2 separate regions of the Sus scrofa genome follow, and region 1 is linked to region 2. The links are chromatin contacts, called in public promoter capture Hi-C maps. All regions are on one chromosome and are shown on one strand. The core of a region is the stretch at or near the end of the contact, and the rest is flanking DNA. Distances in the headings are between cores, read along the strand shown.

Region 1 (3,269 bases), core at 590-3,089, 160 kb before region 2:
ACCTTGAAAGTCATGTAACCTCACTTCTGCCACGTTCTAGCCATCAGGGAAAGACACAGCCCAGTCCAGACGCAAGGGGAAGAGAAATAGATGCCACCTCTCCATAAGAAGAGCGACTGCATCACAGGGCAGAGGGGTGTGGATACCGGGACGGGGGGCCGTTGTAGCCAGCTCTTGCATCAACCTCACCCCCTCCCCTGGGTGCCCTTCATTCATTCGTTCGTCCATTCGTTCATTTATTGCACATTCATACACCCGCATGGGCCCCCAGCATTTACCAAGCACAGGACACAGAGGGCCCTTGTCCTCCTGGGCTTTGAGACTGGTGGGAAAACAGATGAATACACAATATGTGCCACAAAGTGACAAGGAAGGAGCAGTGAATTTATAGATGTTTCTTTTTCTTTTTTCTTTTTTTCGTCTTTTTAGGGCCGCACCTGCAGCACATGGAAGTTCCCAGGCTAGGGGTCAAATCGGAGCTGTAGCCTCCGGCCTACGCCAGAGCCACAGCCACGCAAGATCTGAGCCAGAGCCACAAAAACCTGGGATCCAAGCCGTTTCTGTGACCTACACCACAGCTCCTGGCAAGGCCAGATCCTTAACCCACTGAGCGAGGCCAGGGATTGAACCCAAATCCTCATGCACACTGTTCGGGTTCTTTACCATTAAGCCACAATAGGACCTCCTAGATATTTCTTCTTTTGAAGTATTTATTCATTTTTGGCTATGCCCACGGCATGCAGAAATTCCCAGGCCAAGGATAGAACCTGAGGCACAGCAGTGAAAACATCGAATCCTTAGGCCACAAGGGAACCCCTATAAATATTTCTTCACACTGTACTTTTTTCCACCAAGGATTTGAATCAGCTTGCCAAAAAAAATTAAAAAAAGACACAAGCAGTCGAATTGTAAATTTTAACCCCCAAAGAAAATTGAAACCTAAAAGAGAAAGAAGATAGTGTTTATTGACTATTCATGCATCTTACATGCATTATGTCCCCCATGTTTTTCATAACCCCGAGGTGAGAATTAGTATTCAGCTTTTACAGGTAAGCAAACTGAGGCTCATTGCCAATAAGTGACTCACCCAAGTTCACCCAGGCCCTGAGTGGCAGAGCTGAATCACCCTGCTGTCTGGCCTCAACGTCTGTCTGTTACAACAGAACAGTCGTCAAGGCACTTTGGATTTGACTGAGCTTCCCAGCAACCTGGGGGAAAAGGGAAACTGAACATCTGGCCTGACCAATCACTAGACAGGCAAAAGCCAAGCATTTCATTGAGGGGAGGCAGAGCCTTTGCTAGCACTGGATTAATTTTTCCTTGATCAAGGGAGGGTTGATGAAAGAGAGCTTGTGGGGTGGGACCTAGGGGGCTCCGCTTGGACTGTTCAAGTGGAGTGACCCTTCAGCTGAAGGGCAGGGAGGTTGCTGAGTAAGTGCCCATGGTCCCGCTGGAGAAGGATCTGTGCTCTAATAAGCATCTTCCTCGGGGGGGTGTGTCTGCATGTTTCTCTCTGTCGCACCATCTTTCTCTTTTTATCCCCCGCCCCCCGTGTCCTTCTATCCCTCCCTCGTCCACCCCCAACATGCAAAGAGTCCCCAGTACGCAGAACTGGTTTTAGGAAGTGCTGTTACGTCAAGAGCCTACGTACCAGAGCCCCAGAGCCCCAGAACCCAGGCAGGACAGGACTTCCTCCCCACACAGGGGCTGGGCGGGGCGGGCGGACGGGAAGGGGCCTGCTCTAGCTGAGGTGACACATCTCTGCCTGAGCAGCCGAGCTGCAGCTGGGTCAGCAGGCCCCTGGAGCCCGGGCCGCCCTTCCCCGGGGGGGCTTCAGAATGGACTTGTGCCACCCAGGTAAGCGTCTGGGCCGACCTGTCTGGGCCTCAGTTTCCTGTTCTGTAGAATGGGGATAACGGTGCTGGCCTCACAGCAATCAGTGTGTACATAGATATAAGCCAGATGGGACAGGCAGGAGCAGAAAACAGAGGTCTAGGCGCTCGGGCTTGGTGCCAAGCTGTGTTCCAGGGGCCGGGAGTCCAGCGAACGAAGCGGGGGCTCCCCTCACCCTCAGGAGCTTATTATGTTCTAGGGGGAAGACAGACAGTGCGAGTGTGCGTGTGCTTGGTCGGGAGGTGACAAGCCGGATGAGCGGCACGGTGAGATGAGGAAGATGGGACAGGTGGCCGAGAAGACCTCAAGAGGAGACACTGTTTGAGCCGAGGCTTGAAGGAGGGAGGAAAGGATCCGTGTGGGTTTCTGGGGAAAGAATATTCCAGACGAAGGAATAGCCAGTGCAAAGGTCCGGAGGTGGGACGCGAAAGATAGCTTGTGTCAAAGACGGTGACATCCGTGAGGATGATAAGTGTCCGGGTGGCAAAAGCACCCTGCAGCCCCAGTTTGGCCTCTGGTGGGGGACGGTGGCCTCTGGGGCGGCTGAGGACACCACTGATTGCCAGTGGAGGGGCCCAGGAATGAGCAGCCGGGGACCGTGGCCGGGCCCCTGCCCGGTCAGCAGGACCATGTGTCTGGAGGGGAAGGAAAGGAGGCTGCAGAGTGGGTACAGGGGCGGACGGGACTCCGTTGTGTTTCCGTGAGGAGGAGAGAAGAGGGCCCAAGTCCTTCTCAGAATATTCCAGCATGGCCTGGAATTCCTGAGGACAAGGGCTGCCTGGAGCAGTTCGGTTCCCCAGGTCCAGATAATGTGCAGCAGAACCCTACCTTCAAACAAAACCTCACACAGGAGTTCCCGTTGTGGCTCAGCAGCAACAAACCTGACTAGTATCCGTGAGGATGTGGGTTCGACCCCTGGCCTCACTCAGGGGGTTAAGGATCTGGCGTTGTCGTGAGCTGAGGTGCAGGTTGCAGGCGTGGCTTAGATCTGGTGTTACTGTGGCTGTCGTGTAGACTGGCATCTGCAGCTCCGGTTCGACTCCTAGTCTGGGAACAAAAGAACCCTCATACAAGGCAGTCCGACCCCGCCCACTGGGCCTCCCCTCACCCCAGGGTTTCAGGGGAACACAGCTAGAGAAGCAGGCATTAGTTTCAACAACCCCCATTTACAGATGGAACAAAGGAGGCCAAGAGAGGGACACCGTCCTGCTGGGGCAGGACCCCTCCCCACCTCCTGGCTCCCCTCCCCACCCTTTCTCCCCAAACCCTGAGCTTCCCCTGCGGGCTTTGGGAGGCAGGTGGCTCACAGACTGTAGGGGCTTGGTGAACACACCGCAGGTGGCAACTGGGGGACAAGAGGAGACCCAGGAGGAGCA
Region 2 (3,207 bases), core at 481-2,980:
TGGTGAGGCTCAGAGACGCTAAGCAATTTGACCAAGATCACACAGCCAGGAAGAGGCGACATTGCAGCTCACCCAGTTTTTCCTGCTGAGGGGACCATGCTGTGGCCACAGGATTCTTGGGATGTTTTAGGCCAGTCGCCCCATTCTTAGCCCCCATCTAGCTCGCCGTTCCAAGCACATTGGCGTCATGCCCAATGACCTTGCAGTCTAGAATCCAGGCGTGAGGGTGGGTGAGTGAGCGACTAGCCGTGTGTCCTCCAGGCTCTTGGGGGATGGCGGGTGTGGGGCTGCTTCCAAGTGACTCAGGTCCCGAACCCAGAGGTCACCTGATGCCTCCTGGGCTCCCCGCAGAGCTGACCCAGCAACCACTCCTATCAGCTCTGCCTCCAAAAGGTGCCCTAAACCCAGTCCCTTCTCACCCCTTCACCAGCACAAGGCAAGGGCGGGGTCCATTCCATTCACCATTCACCTCGGTGTGCTCAGGATCTGGCACGAAGCAGGCACTCCAAAAATATTTGTTGAAGAAAATGATCAAGGTCATGCCCAAGAATGAAGGAAGAGGAGGCAAATGAGAAAAGAAAATGTATGGGGGCAGAAAGGCAAGTGAATTCAGTTCTGCCCTGGAGAGGGGGCAGCGGCGGCGGCAGAGGCAGGGGGCGTTGGCACTGGGCAGAAGGGGAAACTTTACACATGAAGAGATGCTCCAATCTAAAAAGATATAACAGGAGTTTTCGCTGTAGCAATGGGATCAGCGGCATGTCTGCAGCTCCAGGACACAGGTTCAATCCCCGGCCCGGGATAGTGGGTTACGGATCCGGCATTGCCACAGCTGCAGCATAGATCACAACTGCGGCTCGGATCTGATCCCTGGCCCAGGAACTCCATAGGCTGAGGGGCAGCCAAAAAAGAATGAATAAAAATAAAATAAATTTTAAAATACAACAAACGAGTGAATATAACAAAAAAAGCAGCACGCCCACAGGCATAGAGAATAAACTAGTGGTTACCAGTGGGGAGGGGGGAGGGGCTATGCAGAGGTGGGGGAGGGGGGTACAAACCTTTGGGTCTGAGACAGGCTCAAGGATGTATTTACAACGCGGGGAAGGCAGCCAATGTTTGGTAATAACTGTAAATGGAAAGCAATCTTTAAAATTGTATTGAAATTTTAAAAATGAAATTACTGCAAGAAATAAAGAGAGAGGGATGCTCCAGCTACCTGTCAGGTCGACAGGTGCAGAGGGGCACGTAGGCAGGGCACCTGGAAGGCACAAGGCATAGAGGCATGAAATGGCCAGCATGGCACAGGGCAACAAGGCTCAGGAAGGCAACCTGCCTCATCCCTCCTCGGGCCGAGCAAGGTCCTTCCCAGCCCAGCTCCAGGGCAAGGTGGCCGCCTGCCCTCGGTACTCACCCTGGATTTCCCTGGTGGTGTCTCTGCCTTCCTGGCCCACAGCCCAGACCTGAGATAAAAGAGCGCCTTCTGCCCTTTCTCACTCACAGCCTTCTGATTGCTCTGCCTGCGGTTTCTCTGAAACCTCCACTCACAACTCCTGCTCCCCGCCCGCCTCACACTTGGGGCCCGAGGAACTCCAGTCTCCGCAGTTCCTCCATTTCATGCTCAGAACAAGCACTAGACTAACCCTGGCATTCAAACACTCAACTACCCCTTGATTTCCCTGGGTCTGGCTGGGCCCGTGTTGGAATATTCCACCCCCTCACTTCTGAGAAGGAAATTTTCTGCCAGAGGCTGAGTTCCGGTTCCTCCTCCCTCCTGCCTTTCCCAGAGCAGGGCCCAATCGCGGCTGCAAACTGAGTTCCCAGCACCCAGAGGAGGAGGCCGGGGAGCAGAGCCCGGAGCGGGGAGGGCGTGTGAAACCAGGTGAGTCTGAAGGAGGACAGCCAACAGCGTACATGAAATCCAGGAGGGGAGCAGAGCAGGCATCAGGACCACGGCCCAGCAGGCTGGAGTTCACAGCAGGCCCCAGACCCCCGGAAGAAGAACACAACAGCCCTCCCTATTTACAGGGTGACTGCCATGTGCCAGGTTATGTAAATGCCATCAAATTATCACAACGACTGGAGAGGACATTATGTTAGGACTTGTTGGTTGCAAGTGACAGAAATCCATTTCTTTTTTCCAGTCACATCCGCAGCATATAGAAGCTCCTGGGCCAGGCGTTGAACCGGAGCTGTAGCTGAGGCCTATGCCACAGCCACAGCCACACCAGATTTGTGCTGCATCTGCAACCCATGCCAGATCCTTAAGCCACTGAGTGAGACCAGGGATTGAACCCAAGTCCTCACAGAGATAATGTCGGGTTCTTAACCCACGGAGGCACAGCGGGAACTCCAGAAACTGGCTTGAACTGGCTTAAAACTCAAAAGAGGATATTTTAGCTTTCATACCAGGCAGGGCAGGAAGGGTCAGCCCGAGGAAGACTGAGAAGAAGGAAGCCATATTGAACGCCATCAGCATTCTCATTCTCTCTCTCTCTCCCTCTCTCTCTCTCTCTCAGCGGCTTAGTTCTTTAGGGCGACTGTCCCCCCTCAGTGCAACCAGGATCCCCCAGGCTTACAGCCCTACGCAGGGATTCATGGGGAGCCTGGGAAGAGATTGTCATCCAATCCCAATCTGAATAATTCTAGGGAAGGACTCTCATTGGCCCAGGGTGGGTCACATGCTTCAGCCTTGAACCAATCGCTGTGGCCCGGGGGACAAGGGCAGATTAACGGCCCAGGCTGGGGCAGGGACCCCCACCCTGTAGCCAGAGGAGGGCCTGTCGGCAGGAGAGTGGTCCAGGGGCACAGCAATAGCAGCCGTGCTGGTTTGTGGACTGTTTTTTCATTTTGTTTTGGAAATAATTTTAGATTATGATTGTGGAATCATTTTAGATTTCTAGAAACACGTGCAAACAGAGCACAGGGAGTTGCCGGACACCCTTCGCCCAGCTCACCTTGATGTTCGCATCTCGCACAGCCACAATCCATTCGTCCAAATTAAGGCATGAGCACAGGTCTAGCACAATGGACGAATCTCTCCATGTCATTCGCTCTTCCCCATTTTCCACTAGCGCTTTTTTTCTGTTCCAGGATCCCACACTGCGCTTCGTCATGGTGCTCCTTAGCCTCCTCTGCTCTGTGACGGTCCCTCATTCTTTCCTTGTTCTTCTTGACCTTGACAGGGTCAGAGGGTACCGATCAGGTATT

Evidence for each region. Promoter capture Hi-C pulls out the DNA fragments that hold promoters and counts their contacts.
Region 1: a contact with region 2 is called in a promoter capture Hi-C map of fetal liver, with 2.2 times the contacts expected there. The contact joins the promoter of CYTH4 here to the promoter of ELFN2 in region 2. A contact is called at or near these places in 2 of 5 promoter capture datasets (fetal liver and liver) and 14 of 47 Hi-C or Micro-C datasets (alveolar macrophages, blood, embryonic fibroblasts and 8 more).

The regions. Positions count from the first base shown.
Region 1 is chr5:10,520,153-10,523,421 of Sscrofa11.1, reverse strand. It overlaps CYTH4 (cytohesin 4), which reads left to right and starts at 1,839. Exons shown (of 13, transcript NM_001144121.1): 1 at 1,839-1,857. The coding sequence starts at 1,839.
Region 2 is chr5:10,364,290-10,367,496 of Sscrofa11.1, reverse strand. It overlaps ELFN2 (protein phosphatase 1 regulatory subunit 29), which reads right to left and starts at 1,730. Exons shown (of 4, transcript XM_021091522.1): 1 at 1,412-1,730.